Linked DNA regions of Bombyx mori: region 1 is linked to region 2. A link is a contact called in public Hi-C data. All regions are on one chromosome and are shown on one strand. The core of a region is the stretch at or near the end of the contact, and the rest is flanking DNA. Distances in the headings are between cores, read along the strand shown. Region 1 overlaps LOC101738278 (monocarboxylate transporter 7). Region 2 overlaps LOC101738278 (monocarboxylate transporter 7).

Region 1 (5,015 bases), core at 556-3,055, 45 kb after region 2:
ACTTCGCTTGGATACCATCTCGCAGTAACGCACGTTCCTACAAAAGAAGATGCTCAAGAGGAATCCTCAGGAAAATGTCGTTTCTGCCCTGAAGCCGTGAAAAGGACATTGGCTACCATGTTAGACGTCAGTCTATTCCGATCACCGACCTTTGTCATCCTTGCTCTAAGTGGATTTTTCACAATGTTAGGCTTCTTCGTTCCGTACATGTACATACAGAGACGAGGTGAAAGTAACGGTATGAATAAAGCAATCGCCGGTTGGCTTATATCCGCCATAGGAATATCGAACATAGTTGGTCGTGTGATGTGTGGATTTCTATCGTCGATGCCGAAGATATCCCCTTTGTGGTTGAACAACATCGCCATCTCCGCCGGGGGGATTGCAACTATGATGAGCGGACTGTACTACGACAGCGTTTTCCAATTTGCCTATTGCGCCATTTTCGGACTGGCTGCTGGTATGTTATTCAATCATGTATTTTGATGTGATAAGCATTCACGTATCCTTATGATATAATTAAATTGCGACTAATTTACAGCGTGCTTCGCCTCTCTCCGTTCAATTTTGGTAGTGGAGTATATTGGACTAGAACAGTTAACCAACTGTTTCGGGCTATTCCTCCTGTTCCAAGGGTTTGGTGCTGTGTTGGGAGTGCCTATTGCAGGTAAATTTTATATGTACAATTTCACGTTATGATTATTTTGTTCTGAGAGCTATTTTAGTTTAATCAAAAAATATAAATACGTTATTGTGTGGGCGACATTCTGATGTAACTTTCACGGAACATTACCTAATCCTTTCGCTCTCCGCGTTGCATTGACCCGGTTGAAATAGTTTAATAGGCACAGTGCCAAATTCCTACCTTGAAAAACGCCCGCATATTTATTGAAAAAAATTATTACATACATACCTATTAAAAGAACAATGCTAAGTCTTTTCTTCTTAATTACTCTTTATTGTAACTAAAGTTCGCCCAGTGATCGAAGTTCATAATCATTGAAATCTCAACATTCATTAATTTTAAATATTACACTTTATCTTTTGTTTTTGGCATTTTTTCTTATGTAGTAATGGAGAATAAGCTTTTTCTTAATAAAACTACAACTCATCAATGACTAATAGCTAGCTAGCAAAAGTATTATTAGTTGACAAACACGATGAAATGCTATCAGCTATTTTGTCTTCTGCTATAAATTAGATATTATAATTGGAGGGTCAGATCTGAAACTCTTTAAATCAGCATATTAGCTGTACCGTTTTAAATTTTGAATATTGTTTAGAACAAAGTTTAATTTTACGTATGTTTATTTTTTCAGGCATGCTCTATGACCTGACCCTTAGTTACGATAAATCGTTCTACGTGTCCGGTGCATTCCTGTTGTTGTCTGCGGTTATGTGTTATCCTGTGGATGCGATCAGCAAATGGGAGAAGTCTCGCAAAGTACACAACTCTTCGCCGACAGCTTGAGCCTCAAGCAAGAACTCCATTATAAAAAGACTTTAGTGCCAAAACGTGAATGGCAATAATCGTGTAAACTACCCAAAACATTAATGCAAGATTCAAAAATAATTAACATACGTTCAATTTTTAGCCAGAATGATGTGGTCAACGAAAGCGAGTGTTAATGAAAGTAATAATGTAATAATGAAAATCATGTTGGTTCGTTTTCTCCGCAATTAAAACTTTTCCCAGATTTAGAATGCGAATAACGTTACGTGGATCGCAAATTAGAACGTTTTATGGGTCCGTCGTGTAAGCGAGCTTGTATATTCGTCGCGTGCGTTGAATGGTTAATGATCGACGGCGCTGTATGAATGCCTAGGTAGGTAGGTACCGATTACTCTTGTATTCATGAATGACCATTCGCAGCGTTTGGATTGGCTATTTTTAGATGTGGTTTTCGACGCGTTCGTTCATGAATATGAGTCGTATGAGTTGCTCTTGAAATATAATAATAGTACAAAAAAAAAGATTTCGAATTTATCTACAAAACTATTCGATTAATTTGAAATTTTATAATGAGATACATTCCCGACTGGACACTTCGACAAGACGAGCAATGATTCGGTTAAGTCATTTTTATGCATTTAATATATATTTAGAGGTTTAAAAGTACAAAGAATCGAGTAGTAGAGTTTAGTTTAGCGGTTTTGTCGAAGGTAAGACCCGAGATGATCTGAAGCCAAAATGTACTTTAATTAAATTATATAATGTGTGTGCCTAATTTTATACTTAAAAATAGGGCATAATGCTCTTTGTAATTTAATAGTAAGCTATCTTACAAGTACCTAATGTACTCGCGTGTAATACGAATTTGCTTAACACGTTGTAATTATAATCAGTTGTGCCTTATGTTTGAAGTGATACCTAATTACTTATATAAAATAGAAATTAGTTTATAAATATTGTTAATGTTTTAATTTTTTAAATGGAATCTGTTGTTCCGAATGCCCTTTGTACTTTATTTGCATTAATGAAAACATGTAAATTAGTTTTAAATGTTTGTTTAGTTTTAATTCGACAACTGTGGCTGTGGTCATTAGATTATGTTTACATTTGTAAATAATAAATCATAGTCGTTTTCTTAATTAGCATCTGCAAAAAATATTGATCAATAAATTAACAAATGAATTTCTTTAAAACTAAATAAACTTTCATCAATTATTCATCCAGTTTCAATAATCAAAGGTAAATTAATTAAAATGTTTTAGTGGTTTATTTCTCAGAAGAGATCAGTTAATAATGTTCGAAATTTTCATGTCGTCTTAATTATATTTGTAAAGATGGGCAAATCAACGTTAGATTTAATATCATTGAATGTGTGTTTACATTATATGAAAAATAAATCTCCTATTTTAAAAATTATGGTCATTTGAATACCCACTTTTATTTTTGAACATTATATTCTTTTTTATAGTGTAATCTTTACTAATACGTCACACTGTCTACGATTAACGAAACATATCTAATCTAATCTACTGGATTGTTGTACACCCATACGGGGGTACGGGATGGGCCTCCTGGCGAACCTCGAGAATAAGCTCCCTGCTTTATAAAGCAGGCCCTTTATTACTGGTGGTAGGACGTCTTGAGAGTCCGCACGGGTAGGTACCATCACCCCGCCTATTTTTGCCGTGAAGCAGGTAGGTAGGTGGCGGCATTTATGTACAGGGGGGCTGTGCGCTCGTCCACCCATCTAAGCAATAAAAAAAAAGCAGGGTCTATTTGAAGCGGGGACGGACTTGGGGGATGTGAGAAGTTCGCATACGTGCATGACTACAGTACATCTGATAGACTTACATATAATACGGGGGCTTGACTTGAGGATGGAGGAGCGATGCGCGGTGGCAGCCCCCTCCGGATGTCGTGCTATCGTCTTTTTCTTAATTATTTTTTCCTCTAACTTACTGCTAACTACAATCTATATACAATGTAACAGTGTCGCACCCCTACTACACCAGAGGAGTACTACCTATAATGGAACTACAACTAAACTACGAATCGGAAGAGTAGCAACGATACCGTTCTGGCACACGCCCGTCCTTGACTCTCTTTTCGGAGTAGGCGAGCACTCTGAGTGGAGTGGACTGCCCACAGGGCCGGAGAAAGGATGGTTCCCCTGAAGGGAAATCCCCAAGTGTGGGAAGATTGACGAGGGCGGTTAGTCAGACCCGTAGGGAGGGTCCCATTATGAACGCTCCCACACTACTCCGGCTGCACCGACTATCGCAGTGGGTCCAGGAGTTCCCTCAGCAACGCCTTACCATCAGGTGGTCTGGCGTGCAAGGGAGATAGGTTGTGGGGGCACTCGTAGGGTCCACCGTCAGGCCGCTCGTACATAGCACGAGCTAGCCTCCGGATGAACTCTCCGAGCGGCTCCGTTTCCAAATCCGACTGTTGCCTCAAGAATGACGATCGGGCGAAGTCACAGGTTCTGCTGGACCTGCAACCTCACCCGCGAAGTTCACGGGATGAGATGATACCAGGCTACAGTAGCGTAAGTGATAAGGGCACAAACATTATATGTCTTGTAGATAATAGATGGAGTGCTCGGAGGTATTAAGATGATTTTACCATCACACCGTTCATCCATACTACCTATAACCACTGCGATCATTCAGAGTGCGCTTCCAGAGATCTTTTTTGCCAGGTACCATTCGGCTTTGGATTGAACTCCCCTCTACGGTGTTTCCCGAGCGCTATGACATGTCCTTCTTCAAACGAGGCTTGTGGAGAGTATTAAACGGTAGGCAAAGGCTTGGCTTTGCCCCTGGCATAGCATCTACACCGTAAATGCCGAAATGCACCTTGAGACCTGAGTGATAAGGTCTCCGTATCAAGAGTTTTACAGACCATAGCGGTTACTAGCTCATGGCGAACGATGCCCGACATAGGCGAGTGCATCGTGGTGCGCAGCAAAGATGACAGACTTAACGTATAAGATTGCGGAGGCATTGTGCTTAGTGCGAGTTTCTTAACGTTCTCGTTAGCGTAAAAGTTAACCCAATTTTGTATGCAGTTGGAACAGCGCTCCTAGCGGCAAACGTACACAAACGATCCCATTCCATACAAATATGAACTAACTTTTACGCTATCGAGAACGTTAAAAAACTCGCACTAAGCACACAGATGGCGAGGCGAGGGTCGGGATAGTTGAGCCCTGGCCTCCACTCGCGTCTTCGAAACAGCAACCGGGTGACGGATGACCGCACTCTGGGTTCACAATAAGCCATGTTACAAGTAAATCTCGTCATGGTTAAATATAAATATAATATCAAAAATCAAGGCGTGATTTGACGCATTTAAAGGTTTTTAAAGTGATTCCGTTATGTCGTTTCTAATTTATAGTGTTTTCATTTTTTGTTAAGGATATTATTTCCAGTCTATATTACTAGTCTGGTATACTGTGTAGACAAAAGGCACTATCATTACTACCTACTGTATTGTATCGATATATAATATTAGTAAACGGTATTAGGTACCTACTGTTTCTTGGGTTTTAGGTATTTGT
Region 2 (5,261 bases), core at 74-2,573:
TCACACATGACTTAAACTAGAAGTAACGGGTCTGCGTTGCCGAGTACTCACATTTATTGCATATATGAACGGACTCATGATCCAGCGGTTGTTAACTGATTACTGATAATGTGGATGTCATGCCTTGAGACATGAGATCGAAGTCTCAATTGTACTATATAACGATTGTCCCATCCTTCGGAACGCGTGACTACATCGCGGCTGAAATAGGCCGAATGATGGTACCCACTCGCGCTTACAGACCTAATTTCAAACTGTTCGATCATATTGAGGAAAGAAAACAGATACCGCTTCCATATTGCATATTGCATAAGTTAATTACTTTATGGAAGTTTGCCCAGCAATAGAACGTTAACCCTGTGCCCCGATTGGCAGCAGTCCTGAAAATCTGCATGTGTCAATGTGTACACGAAAGAATGACGATCAGTTAGTATTAATAGGCGCAATCTATTTTTTGTTGGACTTCAATGCAATGTGACGAAAGATGAAGATCCACTTCGAATTATGCAATGCAACAAGTTCGCGGGCTTACGGACTAGGTGGTTATAGGACTCCTTAGATGTCACAACTGCAATTCCACTTCATCTCTTGAAATATGAATGAAGCATCAATTTCATTGTACACGCTAGTCATCATCATCATCATCTCAGCCTGTCCATTGTCCACTGCTGAACATAGGCCTCTCCAAGTGATCTCCAGTGCGGCCGGTCCGTTGCCACCTGCATCCAATGTGACCCAGCGGTTCTTACCAGGTCGTCGGTCCATCTCGTAGGTGGCCGTCCCACACTGCGCTTGCCAGTACGTGGTCTCCACTCGAGGATCCTTCCGCCCCATCGGCCGTCCGATCTTCGCGCTATGTGGCCTGCCCACTGCCACTTCAACGTGCTAATCCTACGGGCTATGTCAGTAACTTTGGTTCTTCTACGGATCTCCTCATTTCTGATTCGGTCCCGTAGAGAAATACCAAGCATAGCCCTCTCCATAGCTCGCTGCGCGACACTGAGCTTCCTAAAAAGATCCCTTGTGAAGCACCACGTCTCGGAACCGTAAGTCATCACTGGTAGCACACATGCTAGTGCTTCTACCCAAAAAGAATGTTAATATGATAACGCAGAAACCTTAGAACAGATACATATACAAAATAATGAAATGTTTAAATTTTAGAAGATTTAAAGTCTGACTATACATAATATGATATAAATATTTCAAAGCTCATCACCGATTTCAACATAAGTCAAACAATAGGTAACACATCAACTAGCAGGTAGTTTAGCTAAACAATACTGAACACATATCAATGTGTAGATATACGCAACGTTTCGACGACGGTGTGGTCCCATGCGGTTCACAAATGCCCATAGAATAATGATGATAGAGTCACGAGCTCGGGGACCTTTAGCATTCGTGATGAGGACAAATCAACCATGGTCATAGTCGTAGCAATACTAAAACTAGATAAATACTAAAATGAGCATTGTTTGTTAACGATACCTTCTCGTGACTTAAACTTTTTCTGTTTAGGGGCCAAACCTCCTCTACGAGGTCTAATGAAATACGTACTCAACAAATGTTCACGATTGACTTCCACGATGAAGGAATAACATCGTGTAATAAAAATCAAAAACCCGCAAAATTATAATTTGCGTAATCACTGGTGGTAGGACCTCTTGGGAGTCCGCACGGGTAGGTACCACCACCCCGCCTATTTCCGCCGTGAAGCAGTAATGCGTTTCGGTTCGAAGGGTGGGGCAGCCGTTATAACTATACTTGAGATCTTAGAGCTTATATTTCAAGGTGGGTGGCGCATTTACGTTGTAGATGTCTATGGGCTCCAGTAACCACTTAACACCAGGTGTGAGCTCGTCCACCCAGGTAAGCAATAAAAAAAACAAAAAAATCTTTTACAACTCTCAAAACATTGAATAAAAATAGAGATAAACCGTAAAAGTATTTTTAAACCTATCTGCGAACAATTTTATCGGAAACAATTTATTTTTGATTTCCTAAAAACACGTCAACGTTTGATAAATGATACTCAGAAGACTTCTTGAAAGCTTTATTTAATTTAGAATTGAAAATCATACCAATGGCTCGTCGTAAAACGTATATTCTATTCAGTGATTGCAATGTAAAAAGTTTTTTTACTAACAAATCATGGTGAAGAGCGCGCGACCGTAACTGTTTTGGATGATTTGAAACGTTCCACGGTTGGTTAAGACTTCGATTTTTGATTCGTTCCTCGTCATTAGTTGACATTTTTCTGAATTGCCAAATATTTTCATTTTTAACAATATTAGAAGTTTTAGATTCAAGGTTACAAAATAAATAAAAATATTGCTTTAATACCCAATCCTCAATAAATCTAATTTTAAAACAGAAAAACTCACCTATCTTACTTACTTACTTACCTATCTAAAGGCAGTTCCAACCCTTCTAAGCGTAACATATGAATGCCTCATGTTAGCAACAGGTTGGTGGTTTACCTACCAACTATTCTCACAAAATACGTACTTCAGAAATCGTCTTAAATTACTTAAGGAATATAGGTTAAGCTTTCGGATATTATAAGCTGCGTAATTAATAATGGTAAGGCGTATTTAAAGCTTTTTTTCCCCTACCTGTTCGCCGGTAGCCTAAGAGGCTATTCCAGCTACGTCCGGACGGGTAGGAGAGCTCACGGGCTCAACCTGAAAGAATTTGCTAACACAGCCCTAGCAAGAGCAGTGCTTCGCAGAATCTACCACCGGATCGGAATCGCAACCCAAAAGATACGGCAAGAAGCTCAGTGGGCTGTGTCTATGGGTTAGTTAGCTCGTCGAACTGTTCGTCGCAATCGACGAATTCGATGAGGACGGTGACCGGTGCTTGACGGTCCTAAATGCACCGAGAGTGGATCCGACAAGACATGTTTCGAACGAGATTGGATGACCTGGAGAGAGTTAATATATTTACCGGCCGCATGAGCGAACACTACACTTTTTTTTTGCTGGATGGCTGGACGAGCTCAGAGCCCACCTGGTGTTAAGTGGTTACTGGAGCCCATCGACATCTACGACGTAAATGCGCCACCCATCTTGAGATATAAGTTCTAAGGTGTAAGATCTCAAGTATAGTTACAACGGCTGCCCCACCCTTCAAACCGAAACGCATTACTGCTTCACGGCAGAAATAGACAGGTCGGTGGTACCTACCCGCGCGGACTCACAAGAGGTCCTACCACCAGTAAATACTTGCATAGGTCATGACAGAATAGATGACATGATAGAATATTACACTTAGGTACAACCGCCCTGCTATTTCTGCCGTGAAGCAGGAATGCGTTTTAAGGGTGGGGCAGGCATTGGACTATAAAACTGAGACTTAGAACTCGTGTCTCAAGCTGAGTGACGCCATTTACGTTGTTCATGTGTACGGAGTAGTCCGGTAATTACTTTGCAGCAGATGTCCCGCCAGTTCGCCCACCCATCTAAGCAATAAACATTAGGCTAAAATAAATTATTTACTCGTATCTGTAAGGTTACAAGAAAAAAGTCCTAATAATTTGAGTTCTGTCATCAACCAAACATTTATTTTAAAGTACTAATCGCACATGTACCGTATCGTTATGAATTAAATATTAATTTATGAATTACAACTTGTTAGATTAGCCAGGTGTCCACCTTGATTCATGCTCCAAATAGCGCTATACGTTATGTCAAATGATTATTGATATTTAGATGTGTTCCTATTCGTACGAAAACTTTCTATTAATTTTAATATGCGCCATTTATTTTTGCTAAAAAAAATTTATTTCAAAAATATGACTAGTTTGACTGCGGAACATCTATAATAGAGACTGATTGGTCGGAGATACTTAGCGTTAGCGATGAACTATTGGAACCATTAAGTATTAATAAAATTATTTATCTTGCGTAGTTGTGTTTCAATAAAATATTTTGATTTTCCATGTATCTCGAAACTGACATTTAAAAGTTGCTTTGACGTCTTTATTTCGATAAGCTGCGGGAATACCACGAGCCCGAAGCTGTTTTTCCTTATCCGCAGAATGAAACGAGTTTTAGATAATTGAAAAATTAAACATGCGTCATTATTAATTTGATGTCTTCAAAGCGAACGTTTGGCTGATATGAGAACGTTATTCGTTTTGTAGGTTACGTTTCGAAATACAAATTAGGTTTTATGGTTCCGTAAACCAATCAAATAAAATGAAGCCCTTGAAATTTCGTCTGTCTAGCGTCTGTCTTAATTAAGATCAACTCAATTTAATACATATATTTTATTTAAATTTTAACCGAAAACGTCATCTCAGCAACGAAACTCATTACCAAGAAGTTTGAACGCGCAAATTTGTAATTTTTTTTTCAATTTCATGGATTATTTTTCTATTGTGAGGTGTTTTTTTACATGCTGTGTTTGCGTGAATGTATCTTTCTCTTTTTTTTTCGCTATTGTTTTTCAACCGGTAGTAGGTAAACATTTTTTTGAATAACGAGTTACCTAGAAATATTTTGGTTTATGTAAAAGTTGAAACAATCCAAAATCTTTAGATCAAGCCTCTTAATGCTGCTGACCGAATGAAATAAATATCATAGTTAAATCATTTATTAATACTATTACGTAAATATAATTTTAGATGTTATGATAAAATAATATTTGATGCTGTTGTTCTACCTCGCAAAACCCAACCACTGTATCAAAACTGGTGGTTTTACTGGTGCTAGGACCTCTTGTGAGTCCGCGCGAGTAGGTACCACCGCCCTGCCTATTTCTGCCGTGAAGCAGTAATGCGTTTCGGTTTGAAGGGTGGGGCAGCCGTTGTAACTATACTGAGATCTTAGAACTTAGATCTCAAGGTGGATGGCGCATTTACGTTGTAGTTGTCTATGGGCTCCAGTAACCACTTAACACCAGGTGGCCTTTGAGCTCGTCCACCCATCTAGTCAATAAATAAATAAAATATGTTTTTAGATGAAACCATTCAACGAAGGTGATTGGTAATTCCACACTAGTTTCTCAAAAATTGTCATTGGATCGTCATTAATCGTTTGGGAGTTCAAAGTATCTGACTTTGACTCTCAAACGTTTAGAGTTCACTGATATACTAGTTTTAGCTTTAATCGACGATCTAGTGAACACACTGCCGTATTTATTGTAACAGATATATCCGGTGTTGTCAGAGGTCTTCCATTTACTAAAATTAAAGAAGTATCTATTTAATCCGGTTATAAACTATCCGTTGGAAGAAATTTCATCGACATTAA

The links. A called contact is a pair of places that touch in the nucleus more often than the background predicts.
Region 1: a Hi-C map of midgut shows a contact between it and region 2, with 1.6 times the contacts expected there. The contact joins two enhancer-like sites. A contact is called at or near these places in 5 of 7 Hi-C or Micro-C datasets (middle silk gland, midgut, posterior silk gland and 1 more).

Annotation. Positions count from the first base shown.
Region 1 is chr23:11,400,481-11,405,495 of ASM3026992v2, forward strand. It overlaps LOC101738278 (monocarboxylate transporter 7), which reads left to right. Exons shown (of 9, transcript XM_062675253.1): 7 at 1-460; 8 at 542-667; 9 at 1,320-2,866. The coding sequence ends at 1,471. Among protein-coding and RNA genes, the nearest start is that of RpS30, 8.8 kb to the right of the region's middle. Within about 2 kb of position 1,806, at least 4 of the 8 cell types and tissues checked have open chromatin away from gene starts, as enhancers often do.
Region 2 is chr23:11,356,433-11,361,693 of ASM3026992v2, forward strand. All of the region lies in intron 1 of LOC101738278 (monocarboxylate transporter 7), which reads left to right. Among protein-coding and RNA genes, the nearest start is that of LOC101738278, 9.0 kb to the left of the region's middle. Within about 2 kb of position 1,324, at least 1 of the 8 cell types and tissues checked has open chromatin away from gene starts, as enhancers often do.